7 separate regions of the Mus musculus genome follow, and regions 1, 2, 3, 4, 5 and 7 are each linked to region 6. Evidence: chromatin contacts called from public Hi-C, HiCAR-type, HiChIP or PLAC-seq and promoter capture Hi-C data. All regions are on one chromosome and are shown on one strand. Each heading gives the region's core, a stretch centred on a gene start, on an enhancer-like site or on the middle of the called end of the contact. The rest is flanking DNA. Distances are from core to core; before and after follow the strand shown. Region 1 holds the start of Vash2 (vasohibin 2). Region 2 holds the start of Tatdn3 (TatD DNase domain containing 3). Region 3 holds the start of Irf6 (interferon regulatory factor 6). Region 4 holds the start of Angel2 (angel homolog 2). Region 5 overlaps Traf3ip3 (TRAF3 interacting protein 3). Region 6 holds the start of Traf5 (TNF receptor-associated factor 5). Region 7 holds the start of Utp25 (UTP25 small subunit processome component).

Evidence for each region. Promoter capture Hi-C pulls out the DNA fragments that hold promoters and counts their contacts. A called contact is a pair of places that touch in the nucleus more often than the background predicts. HiCAR-type assays count read pairs that join an accessible place to other places. HiChIP or PLAC-seq counts read pairs in DNA pulled down with a chosen protein or histone mark.
Region 1: a promoter capture Hi-C map of the HPC-7 cell line shows a contact between it and region 6. The contact joins the promoter of Vash2 here to the promoter of Traf5 in region 6. A contact is called at or near these places in 2 of 39 promoter capture datasets (the HPC-7 cell line and hippocampal neurons) and 1 of 9 other capture datasets (adipose tissue).
Region 2: a Hi-C map of B cells shows a contact between it and region 6, with 10 read pairs. The contact joins the promoter of Tatdn3 here to the promoter of Traf5 in region 6. A contact is called at or near these places in 2 of 39 promoter capture datasets (hippocampal neurons and neutrophils), 2 of 484 Hi-C or Micro-C datasets (B cells and CD4 T cells) and 1 of 9 other capture datasets (adipose tissue).
Region 3: a contact with region 6 is called in a promoter capture Hi-C map of embryonic stem cells, with 4 times the contacts expected there. The contact joins the promoter of Irf6 here to the promoter of Traf5 in region 6. A contact is called at or near these places in 4 of 39 promoter capture datasets (the C10 cell line, cranial neural crest, embryonic stem cells and 1 more).
Region 4: an H3K27ac HiChIP or PLAC-seq map of bone marrow-derived dendritic cells shows a contact between it and region 6, with 6 times the contacts expected there. The contact joins the promoter of Angel2 here to the promoter of Traf5 in region 6. A contact is called at or near these places in 4 of 39 promoter capture datasets (erythroid cells, liver, neutrophils and 1 more), 2 of 484 Hi-C or Micro-C datasets (CD8 T cells and regulatory T cells), 5 of 115 datasets of contacts at active chromatin or transcription factors (bone marrow-derived dendritic cells, bone marrow-derived macrophages, large pre-B cells and 2 more) and 3 of 9 other capture datasets (adipose tissue, liver and macrophages).
Region 5: a Hi-C map of B cells shows a contact between it and region 6, with 11 read pairs. The contact joins the enhancer-like site here to the promoter of Traf5 in region 6. A contact is called at or near these places in 1 of 39 promoter capture datasets (pre-B cells), 2 of 484 Hi-C or Micro-C datasets (B cells and bone marrow-derived macrophages), 1 of 115 datasets of contacts at active chromatin or transcription factors (large pre-B cells) and 1 of 9 other capture datasets (liver).
Region 7: a contact with region 6 is called in a HiCAR-type map of astrocytes, with 3 times the contacts expected there. The contact joins the promoter of Utp25 here to the promoter of Traf5 in region 6. A contact is called at or near these places in 2 of 39 promoter capture datasets (cranial neural crest and embryonic stem cells), 1 of 115 datasets of contacts at active chromatin or transcription factors (astrocytes) and 1 of 9 other capture datasets (liver).

The regions. Positions count from the first base shown.
Region 1 is chr1:190,977,231-190,981,051 of GRCm38.p6, reverse strand. It overlaps Vash2 (vasohibin 2), which reads left to right and starts at 2,054. Exons shown (of 8, transcript NM_144879.2): 1 at 2,054-2,346; 2 at 2,465-2,871. The coding sequence starts at 2,596.
Region 2 is chr1:191,060,820-191,064,573 of GRCm38.p6, reverse strand. It overlaps Tatdn3 (TatD DNase domain containing 3), which reads left to right and starts at 1,664. Exons shown (of 10, transcript NM_001357166.1): 1 at 1,664-1,773; 2 at 3,317-3,349. The coding sequence starts at 1,717. It overlaps Nsl1 (NSL1, MIS12 kinetochore complex component), which reads right to left and starts at 1,553. Exons shown (of 6, transcript NM_198654.3): 1 at 1,302-1,553. The coding sequence starts at 1,535.
Region 3 is chr1:193,151,105-193,154,491 of GRCm38.p6, reverse strand. It overlaps Irf6 (interferon regulatory factor 6), which reads right to left and starts at 1,380. Exons shown (of 8, transcript NM_016851.2): 1 at 1,193-1,380.
Region 4 is chr1:190,926,626-190,930,209 of GRCm38.p6, reverse strand. It overlaps Angel2 (angel homolog 2), which reads right to left and starts at 1,705. Exons shown (of 9, transcript NM_021421.4): 1 at 1,452-1,705. The coding sequence starts at 1,510.
Region 5 is chr1:193,187,800-193,191,524 of GRCm38.p6, reverse strand. The region is part of intron 8 of Traf3ip3 (TRAF3 interacting protein 3); the gene reads left to right. Among named protein-coding and RNA genes, the nearest start is that of Traf3ip3, 12 kb to the left of the region's middle. Within about 2 kb of position 2,279, at least 190 of the 459 cell types and tissues checked have an H3K27ac peak or open chromatin away from gene starts, as enhancers often do. A contact at or near this core is called in B cells, where this site is marked.
Region 6 is chr1:192,090,608-192,094,096 of GRCm38.p6, reverse strand. It overlaps Traf5 (TNF receptor-associated factor 5), which reads left to right and starts at 1,498. Exons shown (of 14, transcript NM_011633.2): 1 at 1,498-1,841.
Region 7 is chr1:193,128,358-193,132,112 of GRCm38.p6, reverse strand. Utp25 (UTP25 small subunit processome component) reads left to right here and starts at 1,862. Exons shown (of 12, transcript NM_145415.2): 1 at 1,862-2,069; 2 at 2,583-2,622; 3 at 3,567-3,755. The coding sequence starts at 1,963.

The DNA of each region.
Region 1 (3,821 bases), core at 805-3,304, 1.1 Mb after region 6:
TCTGTCCTGGTAGGTTTAGAACCCAGGTTGCCTCCATTGATCCTCTACTGATCCTGGCTCCCACCCTGCCTGCCTCATAGAGGTTTCCATCCCAACTCCCACATAGAGCTGAGCAGCCAGAAACTAGTCCTAGGCAGGGCTCTTCCCCATGGTGTCCAGCTGGGAGATTTGCTTCCCATGGTTGACAGACAGGCTCCTAGATGTTCCAAAGAAAGTTACATGACCTAAGAGCCAAAGGGGCTCTGGTTTTCCTCACAGAGCAGATGAACTGTGTGTCCTGGGATACACAACTCAGCAAGAGACAAACCTAGACTTATTGGACCTCAGGGTCAGCAGTCTGTGGCTTCTTCCACTTTGGCTTGCTCTTTCTCAAAATAAAAGTAAGAGAGAGAGGAAGTGAGAGAGGGAGGGTGGGATGGAGGAAGCAAGAAGGAAGACACTATCACTAAGAAAAAGGTACTTTGGGCTGGTGAGATGGCTCAGTGGTTACTGGCTGGTCACCAAGCCCGAGGTCCTGAGTTTGACCCCTGGAACCTATGTGGTATAATGAGAGAATGGCCACCAGTACTTTGTCCTCTGATCTCGACACACACACACACACACACACACACACACACACACACTCCACACGTACACCTACATACTTACACACGCTCTCCAAATCCGTACACCTGCACACTTACACACGACAAATGCAAAATGTAAAAGGTTTAAAAATATTTATTTCTAATATTTTTAAATTACATGTCTTTGCATATATGTCAGAGTCAGCACAAACATGAGAGCGCAGGTGCCCAGGAGGCCCAACTTGTGTGATCCTCCTGAAGCTGAGAACGGGTGCTGAACCCAAAGTGCTGGTCTTCCTTAAAGACAGTGATCTTAACTCGCTGAACCCAATACTCCAGCCTCACGTATAAACACACACACACACACACACACACACACACACACACCACACCACACACACACCACACACCACACACACACACACACACACACACACACGGGCTGGGGGGGAGGGAGGGGGAGAGAGAGAGGGAAAGAGAGAGAGAGAGATAGAAGGAAGAAGAAGAAGAAGAAGAAGAAGAAGAAGAAGAAGAAGAAGAAGAAGAAGAAGAAGAAGAAGGGAAGGAAGGAAGGAAGGAAGGAAGGAAGAGGAGGAGGAGGAGGAGGAGGAGGAGGAGGAGGAGGAGGAGGAGGAGAAGACGACAAAGAGGAAGACGACGACAAAGAAGAGGAGGAGAAGCTGTGGGAAGGCCACTCCCTTGGCTTCAAGCATCCCTCTACAGTGACTACAGAACAGAAGGGGCTCGAATTGCCTCTCACAGCAGCTTGGGTTGAAGAACCTTGTTATCCACATCTACTAATAGAGGATTCAGGGCTGTACACACTTGTTAATCTGGGGAGAAACTTGTAATGGAGAATTTAAATAAGTATTAAAGTTGGCCTTTCCTAGAGCCACCCAGAGCCCTGTGTAGTCACTGTGCCCAGCTCCTCGACCAACACTGCTCCACCAGGCCCACTACTTCCTTATCTCATCTCCGGAGCTTAGCTGCTGCGCCTCTGCCCGAGGGAAACTGGATCTTAGTCCCTGGACAGTCGCTCCAGCTCCGCGGGGCTCCCAGGATACTGCAGCATCGGATTTCGCGTGGCAGCCCAGCTTCCCTAACTCGTATCCCCTCCCGCCCGGGAACCCTGGAACCAATCGCAGAGACGCAGAGCTCCGGGTTGTAGAGTCCCAAGCTCGGGACCCGCCCCTCTTTGTTGCGGTGTCCAATGGCCGCATTCGGAACATCGGCGGCTGCCCGGGTGACTCAGTTATATGTCACAGAATAACATTCGAGAATGGGACATGGAATGAGGCGACGACCGCCTCAACCCCAACAGCCTTCTGCAGCAATGAGGCCGGCCCGAGGTGGGTCCCCGGGCCCCGCGCGCGTCGTGGCGGCCCGCAGCTGCCACTCGCGGTGCCCGCGCGGGACCCGCGGGAAGGGGGCGGCGCTGCGCTTGCCCGGGAACCCCGGCTGGAGCCGCCCCTCTCGCGCCAGGGTTCGGGGGGCTTCCGGGAAGACGCCAGGCCTCCCTAACAAGCAGAGGCTGCTGCGGCTCCCTCGCGCCAACCCCGGGCGCTCACGTGCCCGCTCGCTGTGGGACCGTGGCAGTCCACCACATCTGGGGACCCAGGGATGCGTGAAGCTGGAGGGGACCCTCGAGTCTTCTTGCTACACAGCTGTCTTGCTTTTTCCTACCCCGTCCCCTCCTCACCCCGCGCTCCTTGCATGCCTCCCCATCCCCGAGTGCAGCTGGGTGTGAGGCTTCGTGGCGTCTTTCCAGCCGCCTTGCTAGGTAATCGGCGGGGCTGGAAGCTCGCGTTAGTCCTGAAGGGTGGGTCTGGGGCAGCGAGGCGGGAACCCCCATGCCTGTCTTATTGAGCTGCAGTGTCTGCTGTTTCCACTGCTTTCAGGCCCGGTCGGTGAGCGGGGTTCCCTTCGTGTGTCCTACGGCCGCGAGAGTTAAAGGCCACCCCAACCTCCCGCGGGGCCCTGATCCCCGGCGTGCCGGCGTCCTCCGCCCCCTTGCCGTGTGCCCCTCATCATGACCGGCTCTGCCGCCGACACTCACCGCTGCCCCCACCCCAAAATCACCAAAGGCACCCGATCCCGGAGCAGCCACGCGCGGCCCGTGAGCCTCGCCACCAGCGGGGGCTCCGAGGAGGAGGACAAAGACGGCGGGGTGCTGTTCCACGTGAACAAGAGCGGGTTCCCGATCGATAGCCACACCTGGGAGCGGATGTGGCTGCACGTTGCCAAGGTCCACCCCAGAGGGGGAGAGATGGTAGGCGCCATCAGAAACGCTGCCTTCCTGGCTAAGGTCAGTGGCTTCGCTGGAAAGGGTGGGATGGGATGGGCGGGTTGGCAGGGATGGGACCTGCTCAGCCCATCCTTGGCAGGGCAGGGAGAAGAGACCTCGTGTCCAGCTACTGAGTCCTGTTCTGCTGCCAAGAGGAGCAGGCAGGGGGCTTGCTGGCTAAGCTCTGAGGTTGGGCTGAGCCAAATCCATTATGTATTCAGCTCCTGTAATATCTTCATCAAAAGCTAATGTCACCAGGTCAACACCAACCACTCCAAGAAAGCATAGAACCCCAGGGTCCACCCTATCTGCCCTCCGTGAGTGTTTTACCTCCCCCCCCACCCCCAGGTCTCCCTAGCAAATGACTTATGGAGTGAATTTGTAATCAATCAGCCAGACTTCTCAGTGTGAATCATTCCTAGAGTTTTTGCTAACCATCTTCATCTTCATCATCACACTCTTCCTATCCTTTTATGACAGTGATTTTTGATTTTTACCTCTGAAGCTTACAGAGAACAGTGACCTGTCCCTTACCAGCTTAATCTGGCGCCAATGAAGCATTTGGCTGTGGCTTAAAGGGACTTTCCAGGACACTGGATGAATTAGTCTCTGGAGTAAAGGGAGACACCAAGTGACCCTCTCTTTTTTACTCGGGAGAGCAGCCAGGGAGCAACTGAGCTCAGTGGCCAAGGATATGGTTACAGAGAGACATGTTCTCTGGTGGGAGTGTCGTGTTATATAAAATGAAAACCTGGAGTGTGGCCATGGAGGTGGCTTCCCTGGACCCCAGGGATCCCGTTTGCTGAGCAGGACTCCTGAGAGGTGCAGGAATCACATATCCCAGAGACATGGCAGCAGTCAGTCCCGGTCCTGGCTGGCGACAGCTGAGCATGCAAGCCTGCAGGCCAGAAGGCTGTGTGTGTCCTTGGGGAAGTGGAGGATGTTCTCTGCTTCCTGCTTCATCGTGTTTT
Region 2 (3,754 bases), core at 415-2,914, 1.0 Mb after region 6:
AAATACTCATTGCTGTTTCATCTATCATTTAAGAATGTCACTGTGTTTCTCAGTCTTTCCTAGATGTTTATCAACAAACCTTCTCTACTTCTGATTCTCTTTAAGATCTCATTCAACAAGCTATTAGAGGTGAAGTCACATTTGTCTATTCCTACATGTAAATGTTCTCATTATCTTAGCATTTTTCTATAATCAGATAAACCCTCTTAGTTACAGTCATCTCCCAAGATAACTATTAAAAACATTAAGTGCCGTTTCTCTCCTTGCCTTACTTCTAAGGAGAGAATAACACAGGAGCTACTATTCCCAAAACTGGGGTATAAAACTACAATCCAAGGAAGGTTTCTTCATTATTCTTTCCCTTAACCACTGTTGTTTTAGTTTTTGATGCTGACAACCTCTATATTTACTCTGCACTCTTGTCATTGGTCATGAATGTGCTGTTACAAGCTTGAAACTTTCCCCTACATATAGGCTGTTTATCTGCTTGAGTTAGCAGTCCTTCGATCTCTAGTGTCTTTTCCCAGAAACCATCATATTCAGGGGTACACAAAATATAGGAGAAATAAGTGTGTTCTAAGGGTTTATGGGTGCCGGGGGAGCAACAGGATGCACAGGTTCTACGTAGCCCTGGCTTGTCTGGAACTCACGGCGTGGACCAGACTAGTCTCGAACTCACAGAGATTTGCATGCCCCTGCCTTCCGAGTACTTGGCATACACTGTCATGACCAGCTCAACTAGAACTTGGTAAAATTTAACACCAAGACAGCTTCTTCATCTATTTTCAACTTAAAAAGAAAATGTTTTCTCCCCGAATCCACACGATGTTATAAAAACAAACAAAAACAATAACAATGACCAAAAACCTAGCCAGATGACTGACTTCAAGGATTATCATTTCCTGGAGAATTCCTCATACCAACCAGCAAAGTTGCGCTGGCCCACAGGAGAGCGACTTTGTCTTTACTGCGCACTTAACTACCAAAAGAAATGTTTTGTAAAACACAAGATTTGAAAGCTTGCTATGAAAGCAAAATGTGATGCCTTGTTTATACGTATAGCGCTGTACATGTTCAAGAATATGGGTACACTTAATACCGCCTGCTTCTTAAGATTACATACGTGTTCGCCCTGTATGTTCCTGACAGGAAGCAGCACCCAGGCGGCACTAGCATCTAGTTGCCTTCCCTGGCATTTCCCAAGCCAGTCTTGGGCATCGTTCCATCTGCGAAGGCCTGACATGGGCCCCGAGCCAGAGCCAGGATGCGCTGGGTGAGGACCGGGAAAGAGGGGTCCGTACCCACTGTGCGTCCCGCAGCGCGAGCTCGCGGACGTCCTCCGGCAGCACGGCCCCGAGCTCCTGCACGAAGCGACCGCACATCTCCATCACTTCCATCACCGCCCTCTTCAAGGTGCAGCGCACTCGGAAGTCCTCTAGGGGAGAGTCTGCTGCCGTGGCCTGAGGGTCTGAGGCGGCCTGGGCATCGTGGTCCTGCGGGGCGGAGACGAGCACTGTTTCAGAGACAGCCGCCATCTTCCCGGTTTAAACTAAGGCGGGAATCGCTGAGACCGGAAGGATGCTTCCCTCCCTGGAACGCTCCTGCACGCGTCCGACTGGAAACCCGATCCGCCGCCGCCGCAAGGTTCCGCCTCGGGTTCCGCGGCCCCAGAGTTCCGCCGCCTGGCTTGCAGTCGAGAAGCCTGCAGGAGTAGCTATGGGTTTGGGGTTAGTGGACTGTCACTGCCATCTCTCCGCCTCGGACTTTGACAACGTATGTGAGGGGGACTTGGGGCTTGCGGGAGTCGGGAGGGCCGTGTCTCCTTTCCCGCAAGTTTTTCTCCCCCAAATCCTCAGACCGTACCTAGTCTATGGCGACCCTTTCGAACCAGCGTCCTGGAACTGACATTCCTCATCTTACACGGCGGTTAACTATTTCTATGAAGCTTTAGTTTGTCGTCTCAACACCCCTTTCTCCTACCACTCTTGAGGTGTGCTGATCCATCCAAGCCCTTAGCAGAGGTTCTAGTTCTGGCCCGGCAGAGGGACAAACAAAAATAATAACACTTGATGGAGTGAATGTGTAGGGATGGAAATAGGTTTTACCGGCTACATTGGGGAAAGTGAAGAGGAAGGAGAAGTAGGTGCCTTTTTCTTAGGAGGTGACGCTTAGGGTGTGAGTGTATGGTAGTGATGAACACCGGCAGGTTGTAGACCTCCCATACATTATAGAATTTGATCTGTTTTAGTTAACCAGCAGCTGGAAACACTTAATAAAGGAGAAATTTCCAGGAGCTGGGAAGGGTAGGTCAAGGTCAGTAAGACATTTGGATTGCATTAGATGCACAGTCTTAACCCTTAAAAGTTTAAAAACAAACCCATTTTAAATATATATAGAGAGCGAATATTCTGAAGACAAATTTGCTGCTGAGTGGCAAAAAGGTGGAGGAGAGAAAGTGAGAGCATTTAGGAAACGTCTCAGTTTACAGACAAGAGCTGGTAGAAGCCAGTACAGTGAGAATATCATGAGAATACCATGTACTCAACAAATTTTAGGAATAACACCAACAGTACATGCATGCCTTGGATAAGAACAGCAAGGGGAGGAAGAAATCGAGCATGACTTAGATTTCAGTTTGTGCTTCCTGTAAGGAAGATGGTGATGGCCTTTGCTGAGACGAGAAAAGGTTTGGGATCAGAGTGGGCAGGTGGGCAGCTGGAAATCCTAGTGGGGGGATATTGGTTAAGTCTGATCTCATCCAAGTGGAAAGATTAGAATACATAATCATTTCAAATGTGAGTCGTGGGTCTTGGAGAGAGTAAAAACTCTGTAAGTTGGAGATTCAGCATGGTATCAAAAACCACGAGAAGGGGAGGATATAGCTTAGTGATAGAGATCTTACATAGTGTGGTCGAGGATGTTAAACAAACAAAGGAAAAAGGCAGAATCCCTTAAGGCAAGTGGAAAGAGAACAGAAGAGCTTGAAGTCACAAAAAGGACAGAGAATCAGTCAAGGAGACTGAAGAGTTACCTACCACTAGGCTGTGAAAGCAAATCATGAGGGAAATGTCCAGAAGCCTCTGAGGGACAGAGTGAGAGAGGACAGGAAAGCTCTGTGTGTTTGGCAACAGAGATCTCTGTTTTGATATAGTGTGCATCATGGACTGTGAGAGTAAGGAGGAGGGTGACTTCATTTTCTGCCACTCTGTTCCTTGCTAACAATGTTGTCCTTAATGGTGCCTCTGCTGCCTGTATATGGACCAAGAGCAGTTAATTACTCGTGTAAAACAAACGTGGTTGCTTCTGTTTGTTGTAGGATCTGGATGATGTGTTGGAGAAAGCCAGGAAGGTAAGCTAGAATCCATATCCCCCCCCCTTTTGTGCCCTTCCTGTTTCATTCAACATACTGTTTTTAGGGACCAAGTAGGCAGACTCTGCTGTTTCCGTGGTCAGCAGTATATTTAAGCTCTCACTCTGTGCCAGCCACAGAGCTAACCCCCCACTGAACTTTAGATCATTTAAAGTCTCACCTTCTGAGGAAGTTACTCTTTTATAGTCATATATTCTCCATTTGATAGATGAGGAATCTAATGTCTGCAGGTTAGTAGCAGGACAAAGGCACATGCTAATGAAATGATAGAGACATGCTGGTCTGATTTAAAAATGTGTCCCTACAGCCACCATGCTTAGCAGCACTGGAGAATGGGGCAGTCAGTCTTTTGAGTTTTAAAGTCATATTATTTTGGAGATCAAG
Region 3 (3,387 bases), core at 131-2,630, 1.1 Mb before region 6:
TCTCTAAACCTTCAGGCCACTGAAACTGTGCCCTGCCATCTCCAGCTGCCACCACATGAAAATGAAAGGTCTGTTTTCTCTGACAGATAGGAACCATCCAGTGATAAGACCACCACCCACCTCCTCACTGTGAGCAGAGGGCAGGGGCACTTTCAGGCTCCTGGGGCACGAACTGTCCTCATTGTCTGTTCCAGGAGTGGATCCTAGACCTCAAGCTAGAAGGCTCTGGTGGTTTGGGCCAGGTCTCAAAGGCAGCTGTTGGGACTGCCCTAGTTTCCCATTCTTCCTGAATGGAACTGAAATGCCAGCTCCATGAATTTTCACCTTGCCTCGGAGTAAATGCTATTCTACTGCTCACATCCTCACACACCTCCTCCCTGTGGGTTTGGAGTTGGTGGATGACAAGGCCAAGCTGTAGGCCACTGTGCTGTCATGTGTGACACACAGATCTAACTAGCAACTTCACCAATCCCTGCCCAAGCACCTTCGCCCTCTCCCTTCCCTAGCTTCCATCTTGATACCCACCAAGAAAACAGGGAAGGCTGGTTACCACTTTATCACCGAGCGAAGCACGGCAGCCCAGGCCTCCCTTCCAGGCAGGTATGGGAGGCTTTCTGCTCTCCGCGCACCGCCTCCAGCCCCTTCAGGCCAGGAGGGCCTCACCCGGCAGAGCTGCCACGCCTGGCGCCACCCTCCCCAGCACCTAGCTTGGCTACCTGGAACTCCACAGACATCTCCCAGGCCCAGTGTGAGCGGCCTTGACTGTGTTAAGACACTCGGAAAAAGGAAAACAAATCCGACCAAACCCTAGGTCATCCTCATCCCGATTTTCCCTAAACAGCCACTAGAACCCAGGGCCTCGGGGCCTGGGAAGTCCCCGCTGGGACAGAGGAGCCAGCCTCAGAGTAAGCTAGTTAAAACCGGAGAGGCTAGGGTGGAAGGGATTCCTTCCTTCCATCCGATGGTGGAGCAGGCGGAGCAGAAACAAGCTCTTTCTGCGGGAGGGGATCAGAAGGGGCCCGGTGCCGTCCCAAAACTACTTGAAGAAGGGTGCCCAGCGCCCAGCACCCAGACTGGTGCGGGACACGGAACCCAAGCCGGCTCCCCCGCCCACATCAACTCCAATGGGCCCGGCTCCACCCGTCAGGTGTCTGTCCTCCCTCAGGTGGCTTGCCAACGCCGGCGTCCCCACCTGGCCTCAGTCCGTGCTCAGGAGCAGGTGCACAAGAGTTCACACCGCCGCAGCACAGGAGCTCCCCCGACGGCTAGGTGCGGCTGGGAACCGCGGGCTCCTCTGCGGCCGGCACAGGCCCGCACCTGCCCACCTCGGTGCCCAGTGCTCAGAGCCTAGCCCTGGATGCCACAGCCCCTGCACGGTCTGGTCACGCCCTCCAGGTGTGGCCACATCCCCCGGAGTTCAGGATTGGTGCATTGCGAGAAATCTGATCCTCTGCGTTCCTGGGCCGCCGGCCCCGCCCTGCCTCTTCGTCACCCTACGCCCCTGCCACCGAGGGAGCGGTCCCTGTGTGGGCCTCACCCTGCGGGTGTCCGATCGTCCTGGGGACTTTGGGGGGGAGGGTTCTAGGAGTTCACGTCGAAATAGAAGAGCGTCGCCCCTCCCGTAGTGACCCTGCACAAGTGAGGGTTCTGAGACTGGGCCCCAGAACTAGCACGAGGACCTGCGTAGGTGGACTTGGCTTTGAGAAGCTACTCCAGGACTTGTCAATGCACCTTCCAGGACTGCCCGTGGACCCCGTGTTCTACCTTAAGTTCTATCTATTCAAAGGCGACCGCAATTTTCACTTTTTCCATTCTCCATGAAGTGCTAGTTGAAAGCACAGACCCTGGAGCCAGTTGTGGCGTTCAAACCCCCACCCCACCTCGCCCCTGTCTTTATCGGACACTAGAGACCTAAGAAAGTTTTCTCAGCAACCTGAGCTTCCGTTTCTTTTCTGTAGAGTGGGATTTCTAAATCGCCTGCCTGGTAGATTATGTGGGCATTCAATATGTGTCTATAAAGTACATAGCACGTTTGGTTATTATTGAAGTGAGGGTAGAATATCCCACAATACCTTGCAGAGTAAGAGTCTTTTCTGCCACCTGGAGTTCATGTCCTGTGTGCCTGACAAGTGCCACCCACCTGCCCTATCCATTGATCAACTATGAAAGCAGCGTCCAGGCAGTGAGGCAAACCCTTCACCACCAAACGCCGCTGAAACAAGGAGATGGAACATGGGCAAGGCACTTAGGAGGAAGACTGAGGGTGTAGCTCCTTTTTAGAGTGTTTCCCTAGTATATCAAGGCCCTGGGTGAGAACCTCCCCACTGTCCTAAGAATAACAGCAATGAAAGGCGTCCACCACTCAGGAGACTGAGGTGGGAAGACCAAGCCTTCCTAACCTAATACTGTATAGAGTGAAGTTAGTATTAGTTGTCATCTAGACAGCCAGAGGACAGCCCTCTGGACAATGGGGGTGGGGGTGGGATGGGGTTGTATTGATTAAGGTTAGCCTCTGAGAATGTCTTCGAGGGATTGTCTTGATTAAACTAATTGATGTGGGAAGGCCCATCTTAATTGTAAGCAGAATCATTCACTGAGCAAAAAGTGGAGAAGCTAAGCCAAGCTTTAGCGTGTGTGAATCTCTGTTCCCAGCTAAGGAAACTTGAAGCTCCTGAATATTGAAGCCCCAGGATTGACAGGCTGTGCACTCTTGAATGCAGTCAGGAAAAACTTTTCTCCCTTAAGTTTCTTTTTCTGGTTATTTTTATCACAATGGGAAGGAAAAAGAAGACAGTGAGTTTGAGGCCAGCCTGGGATCCATAGTGAGACCCTGTCTCAAAACAGTAAAATAAGATGATGAGGGAGAAATTGCAGATTGGTGTTGTGATCGACTGAGGGAGGGGCCCCCCAGGACCAGAGTGCAGCTTTATTTGGGTGCTTAAAGAAGTGATGGAGTCAAAATGAGGTCATTGTGTTGGCTCTAATCCAATATGACTGCTGTTCTTATAAAATAAGGAGAGTCGTACAGAGGCAGAATGCACAGAATGAATATGATTCAGAGATAAGGGAGAAGACGTCATTGAAATTCAAAAGCAGAGGCCCAGAATAGCTTCCTTCCTCCAGTCCCCAGCTGAATAACAGCACTGTCCTTCTAAACGCCTGAATGACAGGACAGTAAGCCGTCTGTCTGTGGCATCTGTTCGTAAGTTAATAGAAGTTGGCTGGAGAGCCCCTGGCTGGTGACAGATGTAGCTTCGCTCCTAGTCCCAGCTCAGTTTGGGATGTCACCGGGCAAAGGCTTGGGACAGCAGAGAGGTCTGAAGCCTGACTCAGCCAGCCTCTACTTCAGCCACTGCCTGTGACCACTCTTCCCTCTGCTCAGGGGAG
Region 4 (3,584 bases), core at 456-2,955, 1.2 Mb after region 6:
TGTGTCTCAACATCTACTATCACTAAGGTTTGCTTAAGTTGTATTAAGATTTTGTTATGCTGAATTTCTTTATTATGCTATTTTTCATTAGAAAAGATAACCTATATTGTGTACTTTAAACTTAAGTACTCTCAAACTATTCTCTAAATCAACCCTACTGTAAATCTTTAAGGTCACAACATGGGCACTATATCTTGCAATTGACCCCGAAAGTCATTCAAAGGGATTTCAGCACTTGGATCTTGTCTTGTTTTGTTTTTAAATTTAAAAATTTTGAGGTGGCCCATGAGTTTGATCCCAGCACTCAGGAGGCAGAGGTAGGCAGATCTGAGTTGAAGGCCAGCCTGGTCTACACAATGAATCCCAGGACAGCCAGAGATACAAAGAAAAACCCTCCTTCTCTAAAAAACAAACAAACAAAAAACCAAGACAAAAACCAAGTCCAAGACCATCAGCACAGGCTGGTGGTGTCTCTAATTCTCCTGCCTCCACCTCCCCAGTGCTATAACGGTTTACTTTCTGTCTTGAAATGTTTCTATACTGCAACCTGCACAGTGACGCTTATTCTTTGGATTGGCAGTTATTTATACCACATCTTTTTCTTGTAAGATAGTGAGCTTTTGAGGGTTCGAACCTCAGTATTCTCTGAAAGCCCAGTCTCCACCCAAGGGCCAAGCACACAGCTGGTACTCAGAAAATGCCATAGCACAGGAACCAGGAATGGAGTGGGCAGATCCCAACGGCTTATGTAACGACAGTGTGCTATTTCCCACGCGTGGTACGATATAGTTTCAAAGGTTATACAAACCACTGGAATCTTAATAACTAAGTCCTCAAAGTTTATAGGAGAAAAACATAATCCGTACATCCAATTTAAGATTCGGTGGATACTACTTGGGGTGACATTATTAGAGGCTGCATGTACTGTGGCGCTTTAAAATTTCAAGTGAGTTATTTTTTTACTTTTGGAGGCGGAGTGTCACGCTCGCTGCCTAATCCAGGCCAGCCTCAAATTCATGGTTATCCTCCCGCCTCGGCCTCCGGGGTGTGGAAAGTGCAGGCGTGAGCCATCACGCCAGGCTCTCAAAGAGTGGATTGAAAGAAAAATACCCAGGACGGAGCAAGAACTTGAGTGGCGGTGAAAGTTGGCCTCCGCGTGACCGACGCTGCCCAGCCACCCCGGGGCGCGCAGCCTCCCTCCGGGCGGGGCCCTGCGCGCGGGCGGCGGCGGCGAGCGTGGAGGCCGCGCGAGGCCCGCAGGATCCCGGAGGCCGCGGCCACCGCTGCTGCCCGCCCGCGCGTTACCTCTCCCCGGGCGCCGCCTGGCGCGTCCCCGCCGCGGACCCTCTTCCTCCGCCTTCCTCCCGCGCCCCGCCGCCCCGCCCCTCCCCTCCCCGCCCGCCCCTCCAGGTCCCTCCCTCTGTCCATCCCGCCGGCCGCTCGCCACTGACCGGCCTCGCCCCGCCACACAGCGGCCGTAGCCCCTCCTCACACAGCGCCACGTCTCCATCTTGGCTCTCTGTGAGCGCCCAACGCCCGGGCCCGCGGCTGCACCTCAGCTTCGGCCGCTCGCCGGGTCCTACCGGATCCCCATCACTCGGCTCCCGGCCGGCCGCTAGGCATGCTGGGAGGAGCGTCTCGCCGCAGGCCCGGTCACCATCTTGCCTTCTGGGGCAGTTCCTTTAAGCAGTGCGACTCCGGGCATGCGCAGAGCGTGCGCGGACAGCCATTTCCTGGTAGGGCGGAAGGCTAGCGCTTGACGGCTTTCTTAAGACATAGGAAGGAGCAGGAGCTGCGTGAGACCTAAAGTGTATTTACGTGGTTGCGTAGATCCAAAAGGTAGATTTCCACGTTGAGGAAATACTATTCTGTGGGTTCCCGTAGAACTTTATAATTGATTTTGTGCAAATCTCAGAGAACCCACTTGTACATTAATTAGTGCGTTGATGATCCGAGTCTGTCAGATCGAGCGTAGCTTTCTTGGAAAACATAAATGGAGAAGGGACAGCGAGAATAGCGAGGCAGAGGGCACTGGAAACCAGGGTCGCTGCTTGCTTAGTTTCTTTGGTAGAGCTGTGTAGCTGTGGGTAGTAATTTCTTGGGAAGTTTTGTTCTTTTCCTTGTGTTAATTTTGAGAGATACTTTATCCTTCGTGTATATCCTTCTCTTTATCTGCAGTTGTTATATTGTGTAAACATGTCAGGAATGCTGAATTAGCAAACTCTGAGGAAAGCTAGTCTCTGATTGCACACGCACACTCGTGAGTGTCCTTAGACAAAAGTCTTGTGCAGTCCAGGCATTCGTCAAACTTATCTCACATGCCTGTCTGAGCACTGTGGTCACCAGCAACGTACTGCCATACTTGGCTTCGGACCACATTTTCATCAACCAATATGAAGTCTTGTTTTATGCATGTTCCTTATTTAATTTATATTGTCACTTCATTAACGTTAAACTCTGTCCAACAGTCTTCTGATACATACCTAATTGAAGATAATTTAGTACACATATTTTCTCTATATTACATCATTAACTTTTGTCACCTCAGAATCTTGCAGCAGTATACTTGGGGGGCACTTTTAATAGAAAAATCAGTAAAACTGTGGGAAAGGGACACTAAGTAGTCGGTAGAAAGGTTAGTTTTTTACGGTCTGAAAACTCAAGAGGGCAGAGTGCCTTGTTTAACCTCAGGGACAAGCACACTAGGCAACTAAAATTTGCCTTTCTCCTTGTTGGAGAAAAACCAAAACACTGTGAGGATTGATTTGGACATTTTAGGTAGGTTTTAGGGAGTAGGCAGTTTACAAACGCAGTGTCCACAAATGGGGGCTGACTGCTTGAGGTTTATACTGTCCTATTTTCTAAGGGTGATCACAATGTTGTTGTTAGTTACATGTGGCCAGTAGTGTCCTATATGCCTTGTTCCATAATCACATTGTAAGTGACTTGTGAACAGTGTCCATGACTCCTGTTCAAATCTATTCAACCTAGTACTCTACTGACTACACAACATACGGCAAACAAAGATCATTGATAGGGTTATTAACTGGAGCAGACTTAAGGAAGACCTGTCAATCACCAGACTTTCTCCTCCAAGCACACCTTAGCTCCTCTGCTTGTTGTGCAAAGAAAAATGTAGTGTTTTGAAATAAGCAAATGGCATTAAGGTCCTTCCTTCCTTCCTTCCTTCCTTCCTTCTTTCCTTCCTTCCTTCCTCCCTCCCTCCCTCCCTCCCTCCCTTTCCTTTGTTTGAGACAGGGTTTCTCTGTGTAGCCCTGGCTGTCCTGGAACTCACTCTGTAGACCAGGCTGACCTGGAACTCAGAGATCCACCTGCCTCTACCTCCAGAGTGTTGGGATTAAAGGCGTGCACCACCAACTGTCAAGATGCATTCTTTCAATGAGTTTGAAGGTTTCTTGATGACGAAAGACACTTTGGGAGCTGTCTGCTCTAGAACTTTAGAGAGAGTAGTTACCTTATAGCAGCATGGTGATTATCCTAAGGGTTGGAGAACTCTTGTCTCTGTAACAAAACAAAACACCATTTTTGCATTCATGTTCCAGTTGAAAGTTCTCAGCTCACAT
Region 5 (3,725 bases), core at 1,030-3,529, 1.1 Mb before region 6:
CAGCTTGATGCGGAGGAAAAGCAGAAAAGCACTTAGGGAATTAGACTGTTTCCGGGCCAAGGTGTGCAGAGCACTGGGTATAGCCCAAAGCCATGGACAGGAAGGGATCCTGTCTGAACAGCACCACACAAAGACCTCTCTCACAGTTTCAGAACAGGAGACTTGAACCTTTCCGGTTAAGGTTTGTTTCAGATTTAATGAAAAGACACACAAACACGCATAAATACATATTTGTATGTGTGTGTGCATGAGTGTCACAGCGGACATTTTGTTTTGGAACGGCCAAACCATGAAACTGCATACCTCACCCAGGTTGAGAAACCTGCCTGTTTGGAGCAGCTTGTTCACTAGAGAACCGAACAGAAAGGAATGATCTGATCTGTGTTCATAGCTTCTCTAATCAAAGGCCCAGCTGAGTGAGGGGTGGGGCCCTGGAGAAGTCTAGAAAGCCCAGGCCAACTGTGCTTAGTGGGAATGAGGCAGATACTGTAAGAGCTATTCATGTAGATATCAGGAATCTGAGACTGGAGGATTCCAAACTCCAGGCCAGCCTGGGCTATATGTTAAGCCCCTGCCTTCCTTTTTAAGCTATTTCTATCATAAAGTTGGAGGAGGGTGTTATTTTATCCCAGGCTCTTCCCCAGGCTCCAGCTTGGTTCCTCGCTCCCATCTTCCCACCTTTCCCAGGTCTCACACATCACACACACACACACACACACACACTTCTCTTGTTTCTCCCACCCCAAGCTTCTAGCTTCCTGTATTTAAGAAGTCATCCATAACTGTTCACTTGAGAACCCTTACTTCTCCCAAAACAAAACACTTCCAATTCCACCCCTCCTGAGACAACTGCAGTAAGCCATTGGACCGTGGCCTCATTTGATGGTGTTAGGAAAGTAGCTGAATGAATGAGGTCAGACCTGGGACTCAGGCTTAAGCCCAGTGTCTACTTTGTCCTTTCCATTCGGGTCCACATATGAATCTGCAGCTTCTCATGCAAGGATGTTCATGGTAAGATCTACAGGAGAACCCCAGGGTTGGTGCCCCTGAAGACATCCCTAGGAACTGCTGAGAACCCAGAGCTGGGGTCTGGCCACTGGAACAAAAGTAGCTCTGCCTGCAGAGGAAGCAGGAGTGGAGCACTGGGGCTTTAAGTTCTGCAAAGCATAACTGAGATCCTGAGATGACAACACAGAGGGAACAGGCTTCACCCAGTATGCAAGCTGTTAGGGGAGAGATGAGCAGCCATGGGAAGGGGCTTCTGTGGTGAAGGTGTGGCGTTTCTGGAAACAGAGCTGAGGCAGGAGGATCAAACAGTAGCAGGATCTAAAGCCTTGGATCAACACTCTGTGTGTGTGTGTGTGTGTGTGTGTGTGTGTGTGTGGCCTCCTCACTGCCTTCCTCTCCTTTCCAAGATGCTCCAGGCTCCTGGGGTAAGGTCTGTAGCCTTAGAGCTTCTCAGATACTCTAACACAGTCGTCAGCATGGGTAGAGTCAGGGTGCGGGGGCAGGAAATCCTGTGCTCCACTTGCAGCAACGTGAACATGGCTGGGACTTTCCTGCTTGCCTTATGGAGTCTGGGAAGCAGAGCTCTATGTACAAGAGATTTTGTTCATGCCCTAGACTTGGGTGGCAGCCCCTATTCCTACTTGAAAGGGGATACTGTAAATTGTCTTGCATTGCAACATAAATGGAAAAATAATCTGGGGGTTGGCTGAGATACATAAACCCTTGGGAGAGGAAAACACTGAATTGAGCATGATACTACAGAATAGGAAGGTGCCCAGAGGACATTCCAAGGACTCTGTCTGGGGCTTGTGTCCCTTCCACGCTATAAGGAGATGATCCTGGTCTTTAAACTTGGTGGGTTTGGCTGGCTTCTGCACTGTAGATTTTGGGCAAAGAAAAGTGCATGCAGTTAGTGGGAAGACCAACGCAGAGCAGGGCGGGGTGGGGCCAGCTTAGTGTGTTGCCGCCAGACTGACAGTGAACAGGCCCCTCTGGGGAATGCAGCTGTTCTACCTCTTACCCCTGCGCCCGAACAGTGGAAGCCTTTGTCCTTCTCTCTCATTGGTCCCAAGCCCTGTGGTTATTGTAAATGCCAAATCCCTTTCTCTCTGCTCTTTCCCACATGCGGCTGAGAAAAACATTAATAGTAGGAGGCACTTTAGAAAATTGTTTTTGGCAAAGATTTTTGCTTTTGCAAGGCCCAGCTGAATAACACAGGAAGCAGAAAGGGTGGGGGCTCCCCCTGGTCCCTACAGTTAGAAGAATTAAACAAATAAGATCAAACGGGAGCTGTGCGATGCCACTCCCTGTCTTCCCCAGGCACCCGACTCCCAGAAAGGGAGGCCCACCTCATCCCAGACACCCTCTTCCACCCTAGTCTTTTTAGCCATGAGGGCTGGAAGTCAGTTTGACACCAGGAGCCACAACATCCAGGCCTGGAGAAAGGACTCCAAGAGTCCCACAGAACTTGGGTAGACAAGTCAGAGAAGGAATATGAAAACCACTACAGACTAACTGCTCACAGCTCTATCTCTAAAAAACATACTCTCATTACTGACACCCCCACTACTCCAGACAGATGTCCCCTGGGTAAAATTCAAGGCTGGCAAGGGGGGTGTACACAGGTACAAAGATCAGCAAAGTAGGTGAAACGCTCCAATGTATGCAGGTACAAGGATCTTATAGCTGAAATGCTACAAGACTAGAAGCCAGAACTGCACCTCTGCTCATCTTTCTCTGCTTGGTCCTAGATCAAGGGATACCTACCTTAAAGTGCCACGAGGCACCTCAGGACCTGGGGCTCACGGGACGGGGCAGGGACAGACTATTAGGTTGACCCAGCTTCTGAATCGCTCTGTGACTTTCCAAGAGGCCCTCTTACCCCTCCCCGTGTCCACACCTACTCTGTTTCGTATCTGTAGGTCCATTTCTCACTTTTCAAGGAATTTCTCAGGAGTCCTGCCAGATAGGGAGGAACACACACACCAGTAGTCATTCCTCTACAGCCACAGGTTCCAAAGCCTCAGATTCAACCAACATTGGATCGAGTATAACTGAAAGGGGGTGGGGGGGGAAATCCTGTTTTTCTTGTCTTTCTTGTAATTAGTGCCAAGTCCATACGTTATAGCTGACATTTCCATGGTATTTCCAGTGTACTGTGTGTGAGAGTCAGGGACGACTTTAAGCATACAGGAAGATATACATACGCCTTAGATAAAAGTACACATTTACATACAAGAGAGTTGAACATTCTGAGGGGCTCTAGGAACTCTCAGTGGATATGAAGGGTGTGAAATGCAAGGACTGCCATGACAGAAACCTTTGCCCCACTGTCCTGGGCCCTGAAATCAAGGTATCACCAGTACCAGTCTCCCCTCCTGCTGAATGGGCTGCCAACACCCATCTTGTCTTCTGTGGTCTTCCCTCAGTTTAACCTTGTGTTCTGGTCTTGTTTTAGAAAAACACTACCAGACTAGACTAAATTCATTTGACTGCATTTAACTTCATTGAAGGTACAGCCTCTGTCTTAGGGTTTTACTGCTGTGAACAGTCACCATGACCAAGGAAACTCTTATAAGGACAATATTTAATTGGAGCTGGCTTACAGGTTCAGAGGTTCAGTCCATTATCATCAAGGTGGGAACATAGCAGCATGCAGGCAGACATGGTGCAGGAGGCTCTGAGAATTCTACATATTCAACTAAAGGCTTCTAGCA
Region 6 (3,489 bases), core at 249-2,748:
TTAACACTAAGAGCACTGGCTACTCTTCCAGAGGACTTGAGTTCAACTCCCAACATTTATGTGAAGCTTAATAACTGTCTGTGACTCCAGGTCTCTCTTCTGGTCTCCACAAACACCAGGAATACACGTGGTACACAGACATGCAAGCAAGCAAAATAAAAAATAATTAAAAAAATTTAAATGTACGAGACCACACTTCTCCAATCCCACCAAAAAAGTCCTATCTATTCTCATTTAGACTTCTGTCTGTGAGTCCGGTGGCCACCATTTGGAACACAATAAGAACTTATCCTATCCCAGTTTTGGACTTCATCATACCAAGACCTTGGGTCTCATATTTAGAACAGATTGCTTCTTTCAGAACCATAGCTACATTAGTCATTTCAGACATGGTCTTTCCAGTCTATATTGCCTGTTTCCTATGGTGTCTAAATCCATAGGGTCCTGTCACCTTGCAGTCATGTGAAAGAAGGTGGAAAGTAAGGTAAATAGATGTATTGTTGGGAGGGTTAGGGAAGGAGAGGACTTAGGCTCAGTCTCTTTCAGTTCTCACAAGAGTAATCTGGTCCAGAGGGCCAAAGCATGCCCACGGGAGGGTTTAATCTCGATAACCAAAGAGTTGCACCTGGGTGTTGGGATCCTGTTGACTATTCCACCAGATCCCACATCCGCTCCCAGCTGTTGCCCAGCTCCAATGCATACCTGTGTCCACTGCAAGGGCCCTAGTACTCTCTTCTCTCCGTGATGAACATTTGATGCTCAAGACAGCTAAGTATTTCCCGCGTTTGTCTGACTTGGAAGAGGTTAGATTTGAGATGCTAGTTCACTTCGTTCATACAGGCTGCAATTACTGTGGACCTGTAGAGCGAATACACTGTAACAACTCTGTGCTAGGATTTGGGAGGCAAGAATTCAAGCTCTAGCCTTGGGTAGGTCCACTCAGTTCTCTCTAGACCGCAGATAGAACGCTCATAGTTCAGGCACCCTCCACCAGGTGGCTCTGAAGACCAGGAGAACTAACTGGGACGCTTTTGACAACAGAACATCAGAGAGACTGTCAACGTTACGCTAACAGCAGAACGAGGACTGGCAGATTTGTACTGGACTGCAGCAAGTTCAGGGAAGAAGTGATTTGAGCCAGATCTCTGATCTTGAGCAAACGTGTCTACTCAAAGAATAAATAGGTTTGGGGGGTCGGAGGGAGGCTGATTGAAGAGCAAAATATATACAATTCAAAGGCGCACAAGATACTAATGTTTCTAGAAAGAGAAGCCTAGGCTTCTAGGGTCTGGGTGATTCCCAGCATCTAGAGGGATACTTCGCCCAGCTCAGGTGAGTTTCTGGCCGCTGTCAGAAGCCTCACGCCCCGCCGCTTGGGCGCCATGACCACGCCCCCATCCTCGGCCCTGCCTCTCGGGAGACATAACCACGCCTCCACCTTCAGCCCTGCCTCTTGGGCACCCTGACCACACCCCCATCGTCAGCCCCGCCCCTCCCGGAGCCCGCCGCTGGAGCTGGCCTAACCCGCTGCTGAGGCGAAGCAGCCTAGTGCCCGCCGCCGTAGGGCGCCAGCGGAGCTCCGCGAGCCCCGCAAGTGGCGAAGTCCGGGTGAGCTAACCGTCCCGGCTCCTCAGAAACCGAAAGCAACTCAGGGTGGTGAGCCGGAGGCGTGTGTGGTAGCGGGCGAACTGAGGCGACGCGGGACACCCGCGCCCGGCCGAGGGCACTTTTGCAAGACTTGTGAGCACAGCCCGTTAACGTGAGCTTAATGCCAGGGTCTCGAGCCTGCGCCGGTGCTATAGCGCGTGCTCGATTGGAAACAGAACCCGACTCTGCAGAAGGTGAGTTCCAGATTTCAGCAGACCCGGGCGCCTAGAGGTGAGCACCCACCGCAGGTTGGACGGAGACAGTCCTCACACCACTGCTTGACCCCCTTGCCACCCAACTGTGAGGTGTTACAGTTCTGAGGACAGTTCTGAGGACTTTTGTTGCGGATCCCTCTGGGCCATTCTGGTTGGCTTCTTTCTTCCTCAGCCTCTCCACTCTGTCTGCTGACTTTCCATATTTGGCTATTTTACTTTCGTGAGAACTCTGTTTATCTCGCTGCGGCAGGCGCGGGGCTCGTCGGAGTCCAGTTGTGGGCTAAGGTCTGTAAAATGAGGAGAGACTCCCTTCTCCCCAATCCTCTCCATGGCCTGTGAAAAAAGGCATCCAGCTTGTTGCAATAAACATCGGGCATAGGTGCTGTGTGAAAACTAGATTAGGGCCAAAGAGGACGGTTCCCTTTTCCAGGAATATACACATTTTTTAAAAGTCTTAGGGAATACTTAAAATGCAAAGAAATTGGTTAAAGCATTTCTGAGAATAGAACTTCCTGGGTGTGTGAGAGATAATTTTAGACAGCAAACGTCTGGGTTAACGAGTCCTCCCCAATCCAGAGATCCTAACATAACTGAGAGTCTGGATAAAAACCTGACACCTTGGACAACTGATTTAAACAGAAAAGGCAGAAATTACAGATGGAAAGATGGATGGGAGATGAAGGTGGGAAAGGTAGTGAGTTCAGGAAATGGGTTGTCTCCAGACTCTGGACTGTAGTCTCCCTGGTCTCTTGTAGGGCTAGCTGTGGAAAGGGGCCACAACAGAGAAGGGTGACGTTCTCAGGGTCCCTGGCTAAGGCCGGTGGTGTGGGACAAGGATGGCCGACGTCAGTGGAGAACCCACTGGATGTGGGTGGATGACATAGGGGCCCAGCCACTGGGAGTAAGAGCTTTCCTTTTTGGGGTATCTCAGGGTGACTTGCAAAGTTGGGGAGCCAAAGCCTCTGAGTCAGTCCTGTTAGACTAGGGGGAGAAACAGCCTTATGTAGTTACAATCCCCACTTTCCTGAGGGGGGCCTTGAAGAAAAAAGAGCCACTAAACGTGAAGCTGCCCCTTATGGTCCATTTGCTCCTCACTCAATGTCATGTGCTCTCATTTTGTCCCCCACGACACCCTTGTGAGTCAGGGTAGCTTTGCACATCCCCCAGATGTCGAGGGGAAGCACCTAGTGTCAACTCAGTCCTGAGCTCTGCTGCTGGGCCAGGCGGGGGACTCTGAGGTTTCTGCTTCAGGACTGTCAGCTTGGTTCCTCAGAGAGCCACAACTGCCTACCTCCCCTTTAGTCTGAGGGGTCAGCAAAAGGACCCAGATTCCCCTAAGTGCCTGGAGCATCTGTTCCAGCAATGTGGGTAAAGTTCTGCTGGAAACTGCCCCTGACGTTGTATGAACCAATGCCACACTGTCCACGCAGCCAGCCAAGTGACTGGGGAAGGATCTGTGTCTGATTTTGTGGTAGCCTGGAATCTGGCATTGGTTAGCCTAAAAAGATGTTGGCTGAACTGCACTCCGTTTATTTGGGGTGTGCCTCCCAGTTACTGAGGGCGGGTGTTAGTAAGAGTTGATTAGATCCCAGGAATCAGATTAAGATGCAGGTTATAAATAACCTAT
Region 7 (3,755 bases), core at 613-3,112, 1.0 Mb before region 6:
AGAGAGCTTCCACAGAGGTATAGAGACAATGGCTAAATTCTTAACCGTCAGGTTATAGTCACATAGGCCCTCCGTCAACCTTATTGAAGGTGACTATCAATACTTTGAAAGAAAGGGACTTCTTTTCCAATAGTCAGCAAGCCAATGCTGAGACTACTTGGATGGAGATAGGGTGAATTTTTGCCTAAAACTGGGAATAGTCTAGATTTGCATGCTGGAAACCACGTGAGAGCAAGAGTCACCTCAAGTGCTGGAACCTTCAGCTTCTGATGAGATCTCTGGAAGAACACGAAACTGCATGTCTGGGGGTGTGGGGTAGGGCCCTTGGGGTGCAGTAAAAGGAGAAAAAAGTATGGCTTTTATTGGTTAGAGCCAGGTTACACGGTCACCAGAGCCATAAAACCTGTGAGGACACTTTGCAAACAGCCTTTTGTTTATCTAAGTGACTATACCTTTCAACTAGACAGAAGACAGATGTCTATTAATGAGTTCCTAGGCCAGGCCAGGTGCTGGCTACCACCCTTTCTGTTTGCATGGCTTTTGATACTTTTTTGCTGGGGGGGGGGGGTTGTCCCCCACCACCACTGGCTTTCCCACTCCCACCCTAATTATTAGTAGTAGATGACCCTGGAACAGAGGGCGGACAGGTGGACCTGAGTAAACCCCTACTCTTCCACAGAAAGATGTTTCGATGTCTCCAGTTGTGCTTTGAGTCTAAGCTGGAGCTAGTACTTTGTTTACATTGAACCTCGGTTAGTTTTGAAGGGAAGTATGTCTTTGTGTGGTGTCAAACAGCCTCACCTATTGCTGTGTGTCCTTGAAATACAGGCCTCAGCTATTTTTGTTCGTTCCTTTGTTTATTTAGAGAAGTTGGGTCTTGTTTTATTTTCCCTGGGTAACATCAAATTCACAGAGATCTGCCAGCCTCTGCTTCCCAAGAGCTGGGATTTAAGGCGTGTGCCACCATGCCCGGCTCAATTTTATTTTTTAAGTAAAGGTCTCTAACACTTCATTCTCTTGCCTCGGCCTCCCGGGGACTGAGATCACAGGTGTGAGTCACCACTAGTTTATTTGCTGTGTGGGTTTGTTTTGCTCAGTGTTAAAGATCAAACCCCAGGATTTGAAAAGTACCTTGGCTAAGCACCCTACATATGAGCGAGCAACGCCCCTGGCCCGTTTAGGCTATTACTCACACTCAGGCTAATACACATCAACTTTAAATGTACAGTTTCACTCGTTTGGGTGATAACACATACAAGATCCTACTTTATCTTGTGTGTTTCTGCTTTTGTTAAAGAAGCAATGTCAGGAGAGGATCACCTCACATACTCCCAGAGACTAATGAATGATCTTTCTTGCTAAGCATCGGTGTCTGCATCTTTCTCAACAGACTGACTCGCTAGATCCGTCTGGACAGTGTGCCGTTAAGTGGGGTGTGCGGGCACCCTTAAGCGATGGTCCTTATTCTTCTGAGTAGCATTCAACCATTTCTGCTAGCATACATTGACATATCAAAGCGAACCACGCGGTTGTGGATTTCGCTTAGTGCTTGAAAACCAGTGCAAGGTCCTGGGTTCAGTTCTTAGCTCCTGGGAGAGGGACAAAGGACCACCAACCTCGTCCTCCTCAATTTTGGAGAAAAAAAAAAAAAAAAAAAAGGTAAAAGATAAGCACAAAGCAAGCCACTCCATCCCGGAAAGACAGCCAGTCCCTGCAGCCCTAGGAGCTGGTGTTCCGATCACGCATGCGTAGACACGCCTATGTGCTAGAGGCGCTCCGGCAGGGGGCAGTATAGCGACCAGAGGGTGTAACGCCTGTCGTACTCTCTGGGCGTAAAGCAGCTTTGCTTTACGGCTCCCGCCTCCGCCGTAAAGCCAGCGTGCCCACGTGCGACAGCGACAACTTGCCACTGGGAACCTTGTGTTTTGTTTGTTTGTTTGTGGCGAGCTTGACGTTTCCGCTATGGGCAAACGCCGGAACCGGGGCCGCAGCCAGATGCTCAGCACCATGACCAAGAAGCAGAAGAAGCACCTCCGCGACTTCGGCGAGGAGCACCCCTTCTACGACAGGTCGGGGTGCGCGGGCCGCCGGGAGGGCTGGTTCCGGCCGAGTTGAGCCGGGTCCGGTCGGTGCAGGACGGGAACCCCGCTGCGGAGGTGCGCTCTGCACCGGGACCTGCTGAGACCGCGGGCCGTGCTGCCTGTCATCCGAGCACGCGCGGGCTCAGGCGCGAAATCGCAGCTTAGCCCAGCCAGGGCCGCGTAAGGGTCTCCAAAAACAGGACGGGAGGTCGGGAGATAAAGTTGGCCCTGAGAGGTGAACCCCGGTGTGCCGTTAAAAGCCAGTTTCTGACTTATCCTTTCTTAAGAGATGTCATTGAGCTCTCTTGTCTGTTACCCTTTTGTCTGCTGATCATCTCTGCCCTTGTGCATGCAGAATTTCATTTTTTACACTGACTGGATATTATCCTGTATTGGACATTTTTTTTTTTTTTGGTATTCATTTAAAGCAGAATCATTATGCCTTTTCGTGATTGTTACGAACTAGCAGCTAAAGTTTAATGTTATCTATTTCTATTTTAGGGTTTCCAAGAAGGAAGCCAAGCCGCAGATTTGTCAGCTGGTAATGCTTTTTTTCTTTATAGTAGTTGGAATTGGGTTGTTACCTTTAAGATTGGGTGTAAACGTAAAGTTTGGTTTGCATCCCCGTGTTTCTCTGTTTTGGGTGTGAGCTGTGATTTTAGTAATGCTACCCAATTGGTTGTAAGTGATGGAGACAGCTGTAGAAATTACCATGTGATGAGAGAGGCTATGGTTGGAAACTACCCCATGACACTGTCTTAAGTTCTGTGGAAGGGGTTCATCAGAGTGCTGGCTCCTTGTGCATGAAAGGCTTCACACAGTATAAAATGGACAAGGGGCCCGGAGACTCAGACAGTGACACTTGCTTGTAATTCTCCTCTTACATCATGCAACATGAAACCTGATGTCTGAGATGTAAGTTAAAACTCATAACCTGAAATTTTGTTTGAAAAGTCAGTTTTCTTTCCACGTGCAGCTGATGTCAATTAGAACCATAGCTTGGTTAACTGTTTTATTTAAGTTTCATGCCCGGCTTGGTTCAAGAGATGAGACTGTAATATTTGCTGAAAAGCTCATAGGGATTTTTGTTTTGTCTGTGAGTTAATGTATATTCATTATACAAAGTAGCGGGTTTCCTAAGGACTTTTCCAGTCAAAATTATCTGATCGTATTCATTTCCTTCCTTTGACTGTTTGTCTTCCATCTCTGCTCATCCCTTTCCTCTTCCCAAATTCTTGTCCTTTTGATTTCATGACTTCTAATTTCTTTTAAATCTAGTTTCCTTGTGCAAGAGAAAATATTACTTGTCTTTAGTCTGACTTATTTTTACTTCCTTATCACCCATTCTATCCATCCCCTTGCATGTGATATAATTTCCTTCTTTGTGGTTGAGGAAATTCCACTAATATGTATTTCTCACATTTTCTTTCTTATTTTTATTTTGACAACAATATATATATATATTAATTTCTCATTTTTCTTTAGCCAGAGAGTTCAGATTCTTCACATTCTGAAAGTGAATCAGAGAGTGAACAAGAGCACGTTTCAGGGTACCACAGACTGCTTGCTACATTAAAGAATGTTTCTGAGGAAGAGGAAGAGGAGGAGGAGGAGGAGGAGGAGGAGGAGGAGGAGGAAGAGGAAGAGGAAGATGACAGTGCTGTAGGTGATGCA